Linked DNA regions of Nothobranchius furzeri: region 2 is linked to region 1. A link is a contact called in public Micro-C data. All regions are on one chromosome and are shown on one strand. The core of a region is the stretch at or near the end of the contact, and the rest is flanking DNA. Distances in the headings are between cores, read along the strand shown. Region 1 holds the start of nop58 (NOP58 ribonucleoprotein homolog (yeast)). Region 2 overlaps adissp (adipose secreted signaling protein).

Evidence for each region. A called contact is a pair of places that touch in the nucleus more often than the background predicts.
Region 2: a contact with region 1 is called in a Micro-C map of tail fin, with 4 times the contacts expected there. The contact joins the enhancer-like site here to the promoter of nop58 in region 1. A contact is called at or near these places in 2 of 2 Hi-C or Micro-C datasets (skeletal muscle and tail fin).

What each region holds. Positions count from the first base shown.
Region 1 is chr2:74,287,363-74,293,666 of NfurGRZ-RIMD1, forward strand. It overlaps nop58 (NOP58 ribonucleoprotein homolog (yeast)), which reads right to left and starts at 1,604. Exons shown (of 16, transcript XM_015946469.3): 1 at 1,435-1,604; 2 at 780-856; 3 at 651-703; 4 at 314-438; 5 at 104-240. The coding sequence starts at 1,479. It overlaps nufip1 (nuclear FMR1 interacting protein 1), which reads left to right and starts at 2,300. Exons shown (of 10, transcript XM_015946468.3): 1 at 2,300-2,744; 2 at 4,541-4,626; 3 at 4,776-4,877; 4 at 4,963-5,025; 5 at 5,101-5,177; 6 at 5,269-5,361; 7 at 5,485-5,657; 8 at 5,733-5,858. The coding sequence starts at 2,525.
Region 2 is chr2:74,335,472-74,342,574 of NfurGRZ-RIMD1, forward strand. It overlaps adissp (adipose secreted signaling protein), which reads left to right. Exons shown (of 6, transcript XM_054747512.2): 5 at 2,841-2,966. Among protein-coding and RNA genes, the nearest start is that of trnan-guu, 4.2 kb to the left of the region's middle. Within about 2 kb of position 2,925, at least 1 of the 3 cell types and tissues checked has an H3K27ac peak or open chromatin away from gene starts, as enhancers often do. A contact at or near this core is called in tail fin, where this site is marked.

The DNA of each region.
Region 1 (6,304 bases), core at 354-2,853:
AGTGACGAATGCTGATGGGAACATCTACATGAGGATCTCAGACAGCAATGTGTAATCACAGGCAGCAGCAGCAGCTGTAGTATAACCCCGGGGTGACCCTGACCTGTGAGCCAAGCCCAGAGACATGGCGCTCATCTCTCTGGGAGGAAGTCCAGAGATCAGACTCTCCATCTGGCTCCTGATGCATCTCATCAGCTCGGCTACTGCGGGGCTGTAGACGCAGTTCAGGTCCAGCTTGTCCTAAGAACACAAACTTGATCAGAAAATCTTTAACAGACAGATCTTCTGACGTCTGCAGAAGGATGAAACTCACTTTAATAACTCCACCCAGTTTAGCATCGCTGATGGCTAGCTCCTCATGAGCCTCCTTGGCCACGACTTTCTTCAGGATCTTCTTCAAACTTTTGCTGATTTTTCCCTCAACCAGAGCGGTGGCAGCTTCACAGCAGAGGTCAGAAACAACTGATTAAACCTAGATAAGCACACTTTAATAATCCCTGCTCCTATCCTGGACATCTTCTCTTATCTACTGGCTGAAGGGACAGGGTGGTCTCAGTGGTAGTGACGATTGCTGTGGATAACCTCATGCTTTTATCAGACACTGAAATCCATCACAGACCACCAACATAGACACAACAGAGTGTTTTTACCTGCCAGTGCCTCCGTCGTGTCCTGAAACTTCTCAAAGTGTTTCAGTTTCACACTGATGGAGGAAAAACAGATGTAAGCCCCCAGAGTGAGGTGTTGAGCTGAGGGTACTGAGACGTGTTCATACTCACATTTTGTTGGCTTTTTCAGGAGTCTCAAACTCCTTGTACAGGCTGTCCACCTGCTGCAGCTTTGATTCATTTAGGACCTAAAAACAAATAAACTTGAGCAACCAGACAATAAAAGCGTCTGTATGCTGGAAGCTAGGGAACTTGTGCATGGCAAGTGTTGCACCGAGCCAAACTGTCTTTTATAGACTTGAACGAAAAAAACAGCCACATGGGCAACATTGCTCTTGATACTTTGCTAGCACAAACACACAAACACACTTTAAGTGCATTTAGAAGGAACGACTCTACAATAACCTGACCGGATTAATTATCCTTTTATTGAGCGAGTGTACTACATTCTCTGTTGTGTTTGAGATCAAACTCAGCCAGCTTCCAGGAGCGCACGTGGTCACAGGCCCCTAACAGCATGCTAACTCATGTTAGCATTTGAGTTTAGAAACGAAGACGTGCACGTGAGATAGGAAAGCACACGGTGCCATATTCAAGCCCACACAGACACGTTTAGAGCTCGGTTGTTTTATTTCCCCTAATAACACCAACTTGTTACTTAAGGGCAAATTTATGTGTGACATTAGGATGCTAATCGAGGCTAACTACAGACATACGAGCGAAATATCGTACTTCAATCGGTAAACTGACAGAATGAAACACTCACTTTGAATATCGCATATCCAGCGGCGGTTTCAAATAGAACGAGCATGTTTGAAACTGCTCTGTTTTATTAAAGTGCTCTCTTTTCAGAGAGCTGACAGTTTTCGTCTCGGTCAGTCACCGCGATGGTGAGGCTCGGAAACCGCACGCGGTGCAGAGGAGCTGCTGCAGGGGGAAACTTCCGGGTTGCCAGATCCGTTAATTTGAACCAAAATCACCCAAACGTCAGTATTTCCTTTGTGTTTTAGCTAACTCTAAAAACAATAAATGTATTTTAAAACGCCATACACAGTAACTATAATAAATTTATGCAACTGTGTTGTTTTGTGTGTTCTTGAAAGCTTTTAACAAAGTAAATGTAATTCAATTCCATCTTTTTATTCCACCACCTTTATTTTATGATCGCATAGCAAAATAGTAAAACCACGTATTGTATTTTTTACTTATTATTTTTAAATTATCGTTATGTTCATTTTGTTAAAAAGTAAAAAGTTTATACATTTTAATTAAATGTCACAAACTGGATTTGATTTGGCAACGCCAGAGATGCGCGCAAACAAATCTCGCGAGAGGTTATGAGCACGGTATGTTGCTTTCACAGTAAAACTTAACGCCAAACTAACTGTTTACGCACTTTTAAACGATATTATTATTAATGATTCCATCATTAAAGTGACTGATCAATAAAACAGATAATATAATTAAACAATACGTGATGTTACTTAAAGAACAAAATGTAATAAAAGGAGAATTACAAACAAGTAGAGAATAAAAGAGAACAAACTCCCGTAATATAAGAATGACATTTTATGTAGCTAATTTTAAAGCACATAGGCGACTCCAGATGTGTGAAGATTTGTTTTAAAATATTTTTGTAGGAAATCTAATTTTCAGTTGTAATCCGGATAACTTGTAAATCCCAGTTCTGAGAAATTGAAAAGGAAATTCCGATCATCCAAAACGCAACACACTTTTTTCACGGAAGTGACGAACGCGTGAACTCTGGCAAAACACGAGCGCGTGGACTAATACCTTGAGCTAACTTTTACCGTTTTCTGGCTGGTAACGTTGAGTAAGGCACCGGAGCTGGAGCTATGAACGAACCAGAACGCTACCCTCCACCAGACTTCAGCTGTCCCCCTCCAAGCTCGTTCCACACGCCCCAGGAGCAGCAGCAACCTCGGGCCAGCAGCTTCCACCCCAGCATGTGGAGCTGGGGAGAGACGCCGTCCGAGCCCAGCTGGAGCTACTGGGTCAGTCCGAACTGGAGTCACGGACAGGCGGGAGGGTACCACGGTCAGACCCATCCACACTGTGAGACCTTTGGTGATTATGTTTCTAAAAGAGGACACCTCTCTCAATGTTTGTGTTTGGAATGCTTGATTATGGAAATCAATCAAAACCACAATTATTGTATAGTGAACTCCAGATGATCTAACATGATTGTGTGTTGGGAAATACTAGAGATCACATCTAAAAGAGACTGCAGACGGATTTGAGTTTATGATGACTAATTATGAGACCAGAATTACCCACAGTAGACTCTACATTGCAGTGGCCTGTTAGGCTCAATGAAATACAAAACCTACAACATGGGTATTATCAAAACGGAATAAATAAATAACTTAATAATGTCACAAAACTGAAGCTGTGATCAGCCAGAACTTGTGCTAAAACCGATGTTATGCTTATACATTATTTTGCCAAAGTCATAAATGAGAGACAACATCCCAACGTTGTGATGTCTCGTTTACTGCCATAAAATTGAAAGGCCCATTTAGGATGACAAATGTGTCAAATACATATTTTTGTAACTTTCAGTCATTACACTTGACCAGGGTCCACTTTAGCACAACTGATGAAATTAGGGATGGACAATATATCCGCATCTATATCGGTATCGGCCGATGTTAGTCATTTTTTAACAAATTTGTATCAGTTCGATAAATAAACCTGGGCTGATATTAACAACCGATATTTTTTCCGTCTCGTCTCCATTTGTTTGCCTTTTTCAGATGGTGGTGGTGGTGGTGGGGGGATGTGTGTCTGTTTAGTCATGTGAAGAGTGAATGAAATCAACTCAGAACCATAAATGTGTGTGATGTGTGTACATAATAACATGAATTCAACTTTAATAATTTTCATTCTATACAAAATCTGCTGATTTTAGAAGCAATAATGTCAGTTTATCGGTACTGGCAAATATCGATTATCACCCATAACAGTGATCTTAATATCGGATATTGTTTACGGCCCAAAAATTTCACATCGGTGCATCATTTGAAGAAATCCAGTTTTAATCAATCAGTCACATGATCGCAACATAAACAGACAGCGCTGCTATAAAAGCATAGAAGAGCTTCTACGGAAGCCTCAAGGTCCAAACAAGGAGTTGGTGAACACAAGGTGTGTTGTCTCAGGAGCTTTGATGTTTAGAAATGGAAACTTGTAGGCAGTGTTGTTTTTGGCGGGCATCTCTTTGTCTTGATGACAAAAATACATTTTAGTCTTAGTCAGTTTTAGTCCACTAAGATTTTTGTTTTGATATTTACAAGTATTATTCTCTAACAAATCAATTTATAGATCAGACAGACATGTACTCTGAGCTACAGGAGAGAGTTTCATACCAACAATTTATTTTATGGCTTTGGGACACAATCTCAGCTGCCCCAGATTTGGTAAAACAATAATCCCCAGACTGATATAATTTGTCTGTTTTGGTGCCAGGCTATAAACATGTTTATTTCTGCTGTGAAATTGGTATTTTTAACATGGGAGTCAATGAGGATTTGCTCAGCCCCCAGCGGATGAGGGTGGAACTGCAATTTTTGGTACTTCCGGGTTGAGACCAATTTTAGAGCCGCATTGTGGGGCTTGGTGTCAACGAAATCAATTCATCATCGTTTTCCTTAACGAAAACAACTCTGCTTGTATGAAAGCATTACTGGGGTACATTTTGTTGTGTGATGCACAACCAGTGTGTTTAGTCCTCGTTCAGCCATCTTTACTTGCATTAACTTTTTAAATCGCAAGACTATCTTAGGATTAGAAGTCACAAGCTAGTGGAGATCACTTTTATTTAAAAAAGAAGTTGCACTTTCTGTGTTCAGATCAGAACGTTGGACAGCAGTGGTATCAAGGTGGACGTCCAGGTGGGAGACAAAACTTCAGACCTTCTCATCAAAACGGGAAGAAGGTGACTCATTTGAGCATTGTTTGGCCACATTTGATTCATATTTAGTGATTCATATTTAGTGATTCATATTTAGTGATTCATATTTAGTGATTCATATTTAGTGTATCTATTGGAGTAAAATGATCCGATCTTAACTTGATCTTCAGCAGAAGAATAAGAAAGAACCTGAGTATTCTCATTACTGTGACACGTGTGATCGGGGCTTCAAAAACCTGCAATTGTACAATGAACACGTGTCTCAACACGTCAAGGTATTTCATTAATTCAGTTTTCTATCATTTGGTGTTGTTTTTTTTAAAAATCTATTCAACATGTTTCTATTTAATGTCACGTCAGTGTTCTGTATCCGACTGTAGCTTCATGGCTCATGAAAAGCTAGTCTCCATACACTGGAAAAATGTAAGTACAGCTCATTCTGTACACAAAACTTGTAATTTCCTTTTTCTAATATGTGTGAGTACTACCCCCTAACAGAACCATGCACCTGGAGCTAAAAGAATCAAACTGGACACACCTGAGGAGATCTCCAAGTGGAGAGAGGAGAGACGCAAGTGAGCCTTGTTTACGTGATCGGACACCCGCGGTGAAGGGTTCTTTGGGTTTAACTGGTGTTCATTAGCATCGTTTAATTGGATTTTACAGAAACTATCCAACACTTCAGAACATCGAGAAGAAGAAAAAGATCATGGAGGCGCGGCAGCAGACTGGAGGGGTTCTTGAAACGGCTCAGTTTGGGTATGTGTGAGAACATTTGGACTGTTGACCAGCGAGGAACTATCCCCATCCAGACTCCAGAGCATGTAGGAGATGGGACACAAGGTTAAAACCAGTAGAACTATTCAGATTTTTGTTTGACAGACAAATGAGGGGCAGAGGCAGAGGAAGAGGTCGTGGGAGGGGAAACAGAGGGTTCAGAGGGCGACGCCCACAAGGCCCTCCAGTTGAAAGCAGGTCCTCCGAGTCTCCCAGACCCCCCATCCATTGTCCCAGAGGTGAAGATCCATTGGGTGTACTGGCACACGGTGATCATGGTGAGTGTTCTCCAGTCTGGAACGTTTCCTACAAATTGGAGGCAAAAACCAGATTTCTTTGCTTTGTGCTCCCAGATTCAGACAAAGAGGCTCCAGAGTCCAGACCGGTTCTGGTTGTGCCTCCTAAACAGATGAGCTCAGCTCTCGGCGCCTTGATGGCTAACTACGGTTCCATGAGTGAAGAGGATGAGGAACCAGAAGGTGGTGAACAAACCTATGTTTGGCCATTAGGATGCGTAACACTGCTTTATGTTTACCCAGAATGCAAAGAGAACCCTTTTTAGGCGCCATAAAATCCAAGTCGTGACCTCTTCAACGGTTCTTCTCATAGATGTGTGCACAACCCGTTAACACAGAAGCTCTGAGAGATCTTTAATGCCACTTGCGCACTAGCATTGGCTCCACTCTGCGTAACCCGCCCCAGTCTGGCCACGTTTGTTCCACACTGCCTTAGGAATGCGAACGTGATTGAGAACATGGGCGGTCTCCAAAGTTGCCGCAGGTGCAAAAGATCGTGGCGAAGTCTGTGGTGTATCCATTATTAAACAAAGGCAGCCTGAGCAGTCTTGCTTTTGGAGACTCTGATACTACGTCCTGCTTTGCTGTGTGTGTGTGTGTGTGTACCTCCTCACAGCAATGAGATACAG
Region 2 (7,103 bases), core at 1,675-4,174, 49 kb after region 1:
CTGAAGATGATTTTAACAGTAGTTGACATCTTTGGTAACATCAGTCAAGTTTATTTCAGTATTCTGCTACTCAAGTTAGATATTTTAGTGGATGACCTCTCACCTCTTCAGCTTTCTGGTATGCTTTAAGCGGTCCTAGCATTTAAAACCACATTTACCTTGTTGTTAGGCAGCTTTGGATGTCTAATTTAGAATCTCAACAAGTCTGTTCTGTCTCCTCCTTATGTTATATTTATTAGTAAATTATTAGTGTATTAGTAATGTTGTAACGACTGCTGAGAAATGGTACGTTCTGAGGAAAGCTGGTCATAAGCTTAGACACACCACCTTACATCTCCGTGCTCCAACCCACTTCAATTTTGGCAGTACATTAGGGCTGCCACAAACGACTATTTTAATAGTCGACTAATCCCCAGTTTTGTTGACGATTAGTTGACTAATTGTGTCATGCATAAAAGTATAGCTTATTGCACCAGGATGTTCTAATATACCCGTCATTAGCCTCTAGTTTGAAGTGTCATCAGTTATGTGCCATCTCAAAACAAAGACAAGATGATCGCGTGTCAAACTTTTAATTAACTTTGTAATCTGTTAATACAATATACAATAAATGTAACAAATTTGCGCGTTAAAGAGGAGTGTTTTTTAACACTGTAATGTAGCGTGATAAAATAATTAGCATTTGTTACTTTAGAGCAAATACGTGAGATACATATGTGTTCTAAAGAAAAGGAAATAACCATCACTACGATTGTTGCTACAGCTATGAATACAAGTAACTATCTGTATATGTTAGCAGCTAGAAGGAGGTAATTAGCAGGAAGTGGTTCCTTTTAAGGTGCTTGTGTATCGCAGATGTGCTCTTGTGAAAGAAGAAAGATTTTGCACTCTACACTCTTCTCTTTTGTCTTTAAAATGCTCCCATACTTTTAAACTACGTTGCCGACTCGCCATGATGTCTTCTTTCTCTGGTGATTCTGATTCGAAGACCGATCTGGTTTGCCTCTACTGCGCATGTGCCTTGAGCAGAAAGGCAGCAAGCGGCCACTGAAGGTGCTGCAGCAGGCGATATTAAGAAATGCTTCATAGAATAAACAATGTTGACTATTAAATTTAAAGTTGACAGTTTTGTCGACGTCATCTTGACTAATTGACTAATCATGGCAGCACTACAATGTATAGATACTGATTGCTGTAATGCTAACTGCAGATAAAGGATAGCCTGAACTACTGCTAATGCTAGCCTAGGCGCCTAACGTTCTTGTTGGACAAGAGGGAAACAGACTGTTGGAACACCACTCACATTCCAGGATGTTTTGGGAAAAGCCAGACTATGAATGATTGCCAGATGGATCCATAGCTTGTTGTAATTTTCCTCATTTGTCTGCTAACAGCAGCTTCATAACCAGCCAAACACTCACTTCGTCCCTTGCTTGTCCAGACTGCTGCATCGTTGGCACCCCTCCCATCTTTTTTTCCTTAAACTTTTGTTACAATTTAATTTCCCAGCCTAACGCGGTCATTGAGCCATCGGGGTAAATGAGCCAATCAGCACACCGCTTATTTCATATTCATATCCTGGTCTGGTAAACAGGTATTCCCATTGTAGGGCTTTATTATGGGGATGTGTTAGGTCATCTATCAGCGCTCCTGGGGCATTTTGAGCCCCAAAATTTTTCATATGCGATGTGAAGGCTCTCGTAGAAGGAAACATGGTTTCTAATATGGTGTCAACCAAAGAATTAAGGGCTCTCTGACAGGCTCACAGAGGGTGATGGAGACATGTCCAAAATATTAAACATCTGTCGAAAGTGACCGAGACCGCACGCTTGTGATTGGTCAGGACGCCGCTTCCTGTACATTCATCACCAGCACTGCTGTAGCCAAGTTCAAAAGTAAACTGATATTTAGCGGCAAACCCAGAACAGATTGAAGAACGCATCGTGGAAAAAGTCCAAAAATACGAACATTTATTCACCCTTGAGTGAAGGAGTGAAGCTGTCATTTGATATCTTCTACGGTTTTTACGTCATTATTCTTTTATGATTTTTGGACATCTGCCGACAGAGTTGACAGTTTATGAAATCCCACGCACTTTTGTCTCTTAATGCTCTTTTATATATTTTGCCACTTCAACTAATCCTTTTATCAACATGTCTTCAGCACAAAAAGCTAGATGTATTCAGAGTACATAGCACAATAAAGGCAACATCTTAGGAAATTCTTCTGTGTCATCAGGGATTACTTACTGAAATGTGTCTGTCCTAAATGTGAAGCATTGGTTTTAGGTGATACAACCCTCCCCCCTCCTATTAGTGTTGGTAAAAACCCCTCTTAGATTAGCATCTGCAGTTTTATTGCAGCCTGCCAAAACAGGCTGAGGATGATCCTCTGATGGTAGTAAAACCTAGCCCGGCAAGCCAGACTAAATAAATGTATATATTTTTTATTATTTTATTATTATTTTTATTATTAATTTTTGTAAAGTTTTTTTTAAACTTTGCAAAGCAAGAATTTGGTCTAGTTCACTAGGCTAAGTAAAACCTGCAACAGGCCTGTAACAGAAGAAGGTCTCTGACCTTTACTTTCAGCTGAATGACACACCCTTTACATTACTCTGTGTGTGTGTGGGTGGGGGGGTGGGGGTGGGGGGGGGGCTACTATGTTTGATAAATTTATGACTTTACTTTGGAGTCAGCTGTCATGACCGTTTACTCTGCTTGCCGGTTCCTTGGTATTATTATGAATCACATCAAAGAGAAACAGCAGCTTATGCTAACAGATAATAAAAACTCACTCATTGTCCCTTTGTTTTGTCTTACCTGTCTGTGTGTCTATAGGAGGCCTAGAGATCACCTGTGAGTACCTGGCGCTGCAGGAGGGAGTCATGTGTGAGGAGGTGAAGCTGCTGAGCGAAACCAATGACCAGGTTTCTGTCAGAGTCACCGTTCACGCTCGAGTCATGGGTGAGGCTCTTTTTTTTTCCACAGCTCAGAGAAACCGGGAATTCAACGTTTGCACAAGCATCGACTTGTGATTCAACATAAGAATCAGAACAAAACCATGAATCATTTGGGAATTGCTCCATTACTAAAAGCAGGAAGACTTCCATTGTTATATTTCGGTTAAGGGTTTAATAGATGACGTGAGTGAATATGGAGATCACAAGTCTGCCTTAAATAGGCTTTGGTTATTTAATATTATTATTTACACTTGGATTATGACAAGTGTTTATTGTTATTTCAATTCAATTCAAAAATACTTTATTAATCCCAGAGGGAAATTGATTGCTGTAGTAGCTCAGAATAATAATAATAATCAAGTCATCAAAGAGTTATTGTATATTACAATGGCTGTTGGCAGGAAGGATCTCCAGTAGCGGTCAGTGTTGCAGCGAAACTGAAGAAGCCTCTGACTGAAGACACTCTTCCGTTGTCGGACAGTCTTGTGAAGAGAATGCTCAGGGTTGTCCATCATTTTCTTGATTCTCTGGGGAATCCTTCTTTGCATTATCTCCTCCAGTGGTTCCACAGTCGTCCCCAGAACAGAACCAGCCTTTTTTATTCGGCTGTTGAGCCTTTTCAGGTCCCTGCTTCTGATGCTGCTACCCCAACAGACGATGGCCGAAGAGATTACACTCTCAACAACAGACTTGTAGAAGATCTGCGGCATCTTGCTACAGACATTGAAGGACCTAAGCGTCCTCAGGAAGTGCAGTCTGCTGTGTCCCTTCTTGTAAACGGCTTCGCTGTTCTTTCTCCAGTCCAGCCTGTTGTCCAGGTGAACTCCAAGGTATTTGCATTCCTCAACCACCTCCACTTCTTCTCCCATGATGGAAACAGTGTTTGACTCCACCCTGGTTCTTATGAAGTCTAAAATCATCTCCTTTTGTTTGTTCACGTTCAAAGTCAGATGATTGTTTCCACACCATGCCACAAAGCGCTCCACCAGCTCTCTGTACTCGGCTTCCTGTCCATCTCTGATACACCCGACACCTGTGGAGTCATATGAGTATTTCTGTAGATGACAGGTCTCTGATTTGTACTGGAAGTCTGAGGTGTACAGGGTGAAAAGGAATGGTGAGAGTACAGTCCCCTGTGGTGCTCCAATGTTACTGATCGCCAGGTTTGATGTGCAGTTCTTCAGCCTCACAAACTGGTCTGTTTGTCAGGTAGTCTTTAATCCAGGCAATAGTTGAGGCCCCCCACCTGTGTCTTCTGGAGTTTCTGGCAAAGTTCATCAGGCTGGATTGTGTTAAATGCACTGGAGAAATCAAAGAACATGACCCTTACAGTGCTGCCCGCTTTGTCCAGATGACAGTGGATTGGTTGAAGCAGCTGGATGATGGCTCCATGGCGATAAGCAAACTGCAGTGGGTCCTGATATGTCCTAGTTTGCTTATTCAGGTGGACCAATAGGAGTCTCTCCAGGACCTTCATGATGTGGGATGTCAGGGCAACCGGTCTGTAGTCGTCATTGACAGATGGGCGAGTTTTCTTTGGAACTGGAACAAGGCAGGATGTCTTCCACAGGACAGGAACCTTCTCCTGGGCCAGGCTGAGGTTGAGGAGGTGCTGTAGAATCCCACAGAGCTGCTCTGCACAGGCCTTCAGTACTATGGGGCCGACACCATCTGGACCTGCAGCCTTGTTCCTGTTCAGTCTCTCCAGCTGCCTCTTCGCTGATTTCTAGAGACAGATAGGTGGGAGGGGGAGGTAACCGAGGCAGCAGCATCTCCTGACTTGGTTGAAGACAGATTTATAGAACCAGAAGAGTCCATGATTGCGTTAGAGGACAAAAGAGCTGGCGTGTGACAGGAAAATGTTGAATCAGAGGAGGATGGGATGTCTGATTGGCTGGGGATAGGCGAGGAGGTTGCTGGGTTTGTTCCTGAACTGAACCTATTGAAGAACTTGTTCAGTTCATTGGCTGTGTCCAGGCTGCCATCTGTGCAATCCTTCCTCTGCTTGAAGCCTGTGATCTTCTTCATCCCTGACCAGACATCTCTGATATTGTTCCTCTGTAGTTTGTTCTCCAGCTTCTTCCTGTATGCCTCCTTGCTGTCTTTGATCTTGATCTTCAGTTTCTTTTGTATACTCTTCAATAATTCCCTGTCTCCCTCCTTGAAGGCTCTTTTTTTCTCATTTAGCAGATTCTTCAGTTCACTGGTGATCCAGGGTTTGTTATTCGTGAAGCATCTCACTGTTCTGGTGGGTATGATGTGTCCACACAGAAGTTTATATAGTCAGTGACGCATCCAGTCATGGCATTGATGTCCCCTTCATATCCTTGGCAGAGAGTCATCCAATCTGTGGTCTCAAAACAACTCTGCAGGGCTTCTTCAGCATCCTGTGACCATTTTCTCACAGTTCTTCTTGTCACAGGTTGCCTCTGAACAAGTGGTTTGTATTCTGAGCAGAGAAAAACAAGATTGTGATCTGATTGTCCCAGAGGAGGTCTTGTTTTGGACATGGATGCAGTCTTTACATTTGCATAACACAAATCCAATGTCTTGTTTTCTCTGGTGGAGCAGCTGACAAACTGTTGAAATGTTGGAAGTGTAGCAGAGAGCGAGGCATGATTGAAATCACCAGATATAGCCACAAATACATTGGGGTGCTGGGCTTGTAGCTTAGCGACAACGGAACTGAGGGCATCACATGTACTTTCAACAATGGCTGAAGGTGGAATATAAACGGTTGCCAAGACAACACTGGTGAACTCTCTTGGCAAATAATATGGGCGACAACTTACTGCCAAGAGTTCAACGTCTGGGCTGCAGAGATGACATTTCACTGAAACATGACCTGGATGGAACCATCTGTTGTTGACAAGCACTGCCGCTCCACCTCCTTTTATTTTCCCGCTCCTCTTCAGATCTCTGTCTGCTCGTACCGTCAGGAATCCTGGCAGAGAGACTCTGGAATTGAGGATATGGTCCTGCAGCCATGTCTCTGTGAAACACATAACACTGCACTGCTGTTACTCTGGCTGAGTCCTTGAAAGGGCTTGGAGTTCATCCATCTTGTTGGCCAGTGATGTCACATTGCCCATTATGATCGATAGAAGAGATGGTTTGAATTTCTCCATGTCTCCATTTTGATCCCGCTCTGCACCCATGCTTCTTGCGTTTTAGCTCATTTGGGATTTGTGGCTTCAGTTGAGGTATTATTTCAGCCTTTCCAATGTTAATCAGCTGCTCCTGATTGTAAACCAGCTTGTTGCCATGGTTACGCATCATAACAAATGCTCAAAAAGTGAAAACAGTGAAAAAATAGCAGTGAAAATCCTCTAAGCCTGAGCACCAGAAACAGAAAAGTAAAATGTCCAAAAAAATACAAATTTTCTTGATAAACTAGAAGAGAAAGGCAAAACTTACATATAGTCAACAGAGCTACTCCAACATGCAGCCACCCAGAGCAGCGCAGTTCCGGAATTTTAATTTAACTAAATAACCAAATTTTCTAGTTCCTGAAATGTAATTTTTTAAATGTTTTTGTGTTTTTTTCTTTACTTGGATTACAGTTTAATATAATCCCTCATTGCATTAGATAAAGGATTGGTCAGAATCGCATAAATAAAATTTGTTTGTTTATTTTAAAATGTCACATTGCCCATTATAGTTTTATTATAATAAATATATTAAGTGTTTTTGAAGAAAAGCTGGTAGCTGTATGCTCATTTTACATCTGTTACTCAGTAAAGGTACATCTGCAAAATCTAAATATTTATAATAATCTTTCATCCATGTGGTTAACTAATGAAGCTAGCTTGTATTAATGATTTCTTTTTAACTTAGGCAAAACTTTTTAAATCAGTCTGAACCCTAGCAACCAAGAGAACCCTGTTTTTTGGTTTCTTCTCTTTACTGGTGTACTGCTGCACCCTGCTGGTTGAGTCATACTACTCCAGTTCCCAAATATACACCCCCCCCCCCCCCCCAAAAAAAAAAGTTAGATCTAATGATTAACAAGTTCATTTGTAAACAATAGGATGGTTAATGTATTAATTACATGTGAGAAACATGTGTGAATACAACTGAGCTTCTCCTTTTTGTTCCTGCAAAAATTACACTTGTTTTTGTTGTTGTTTAAATCAGTTTC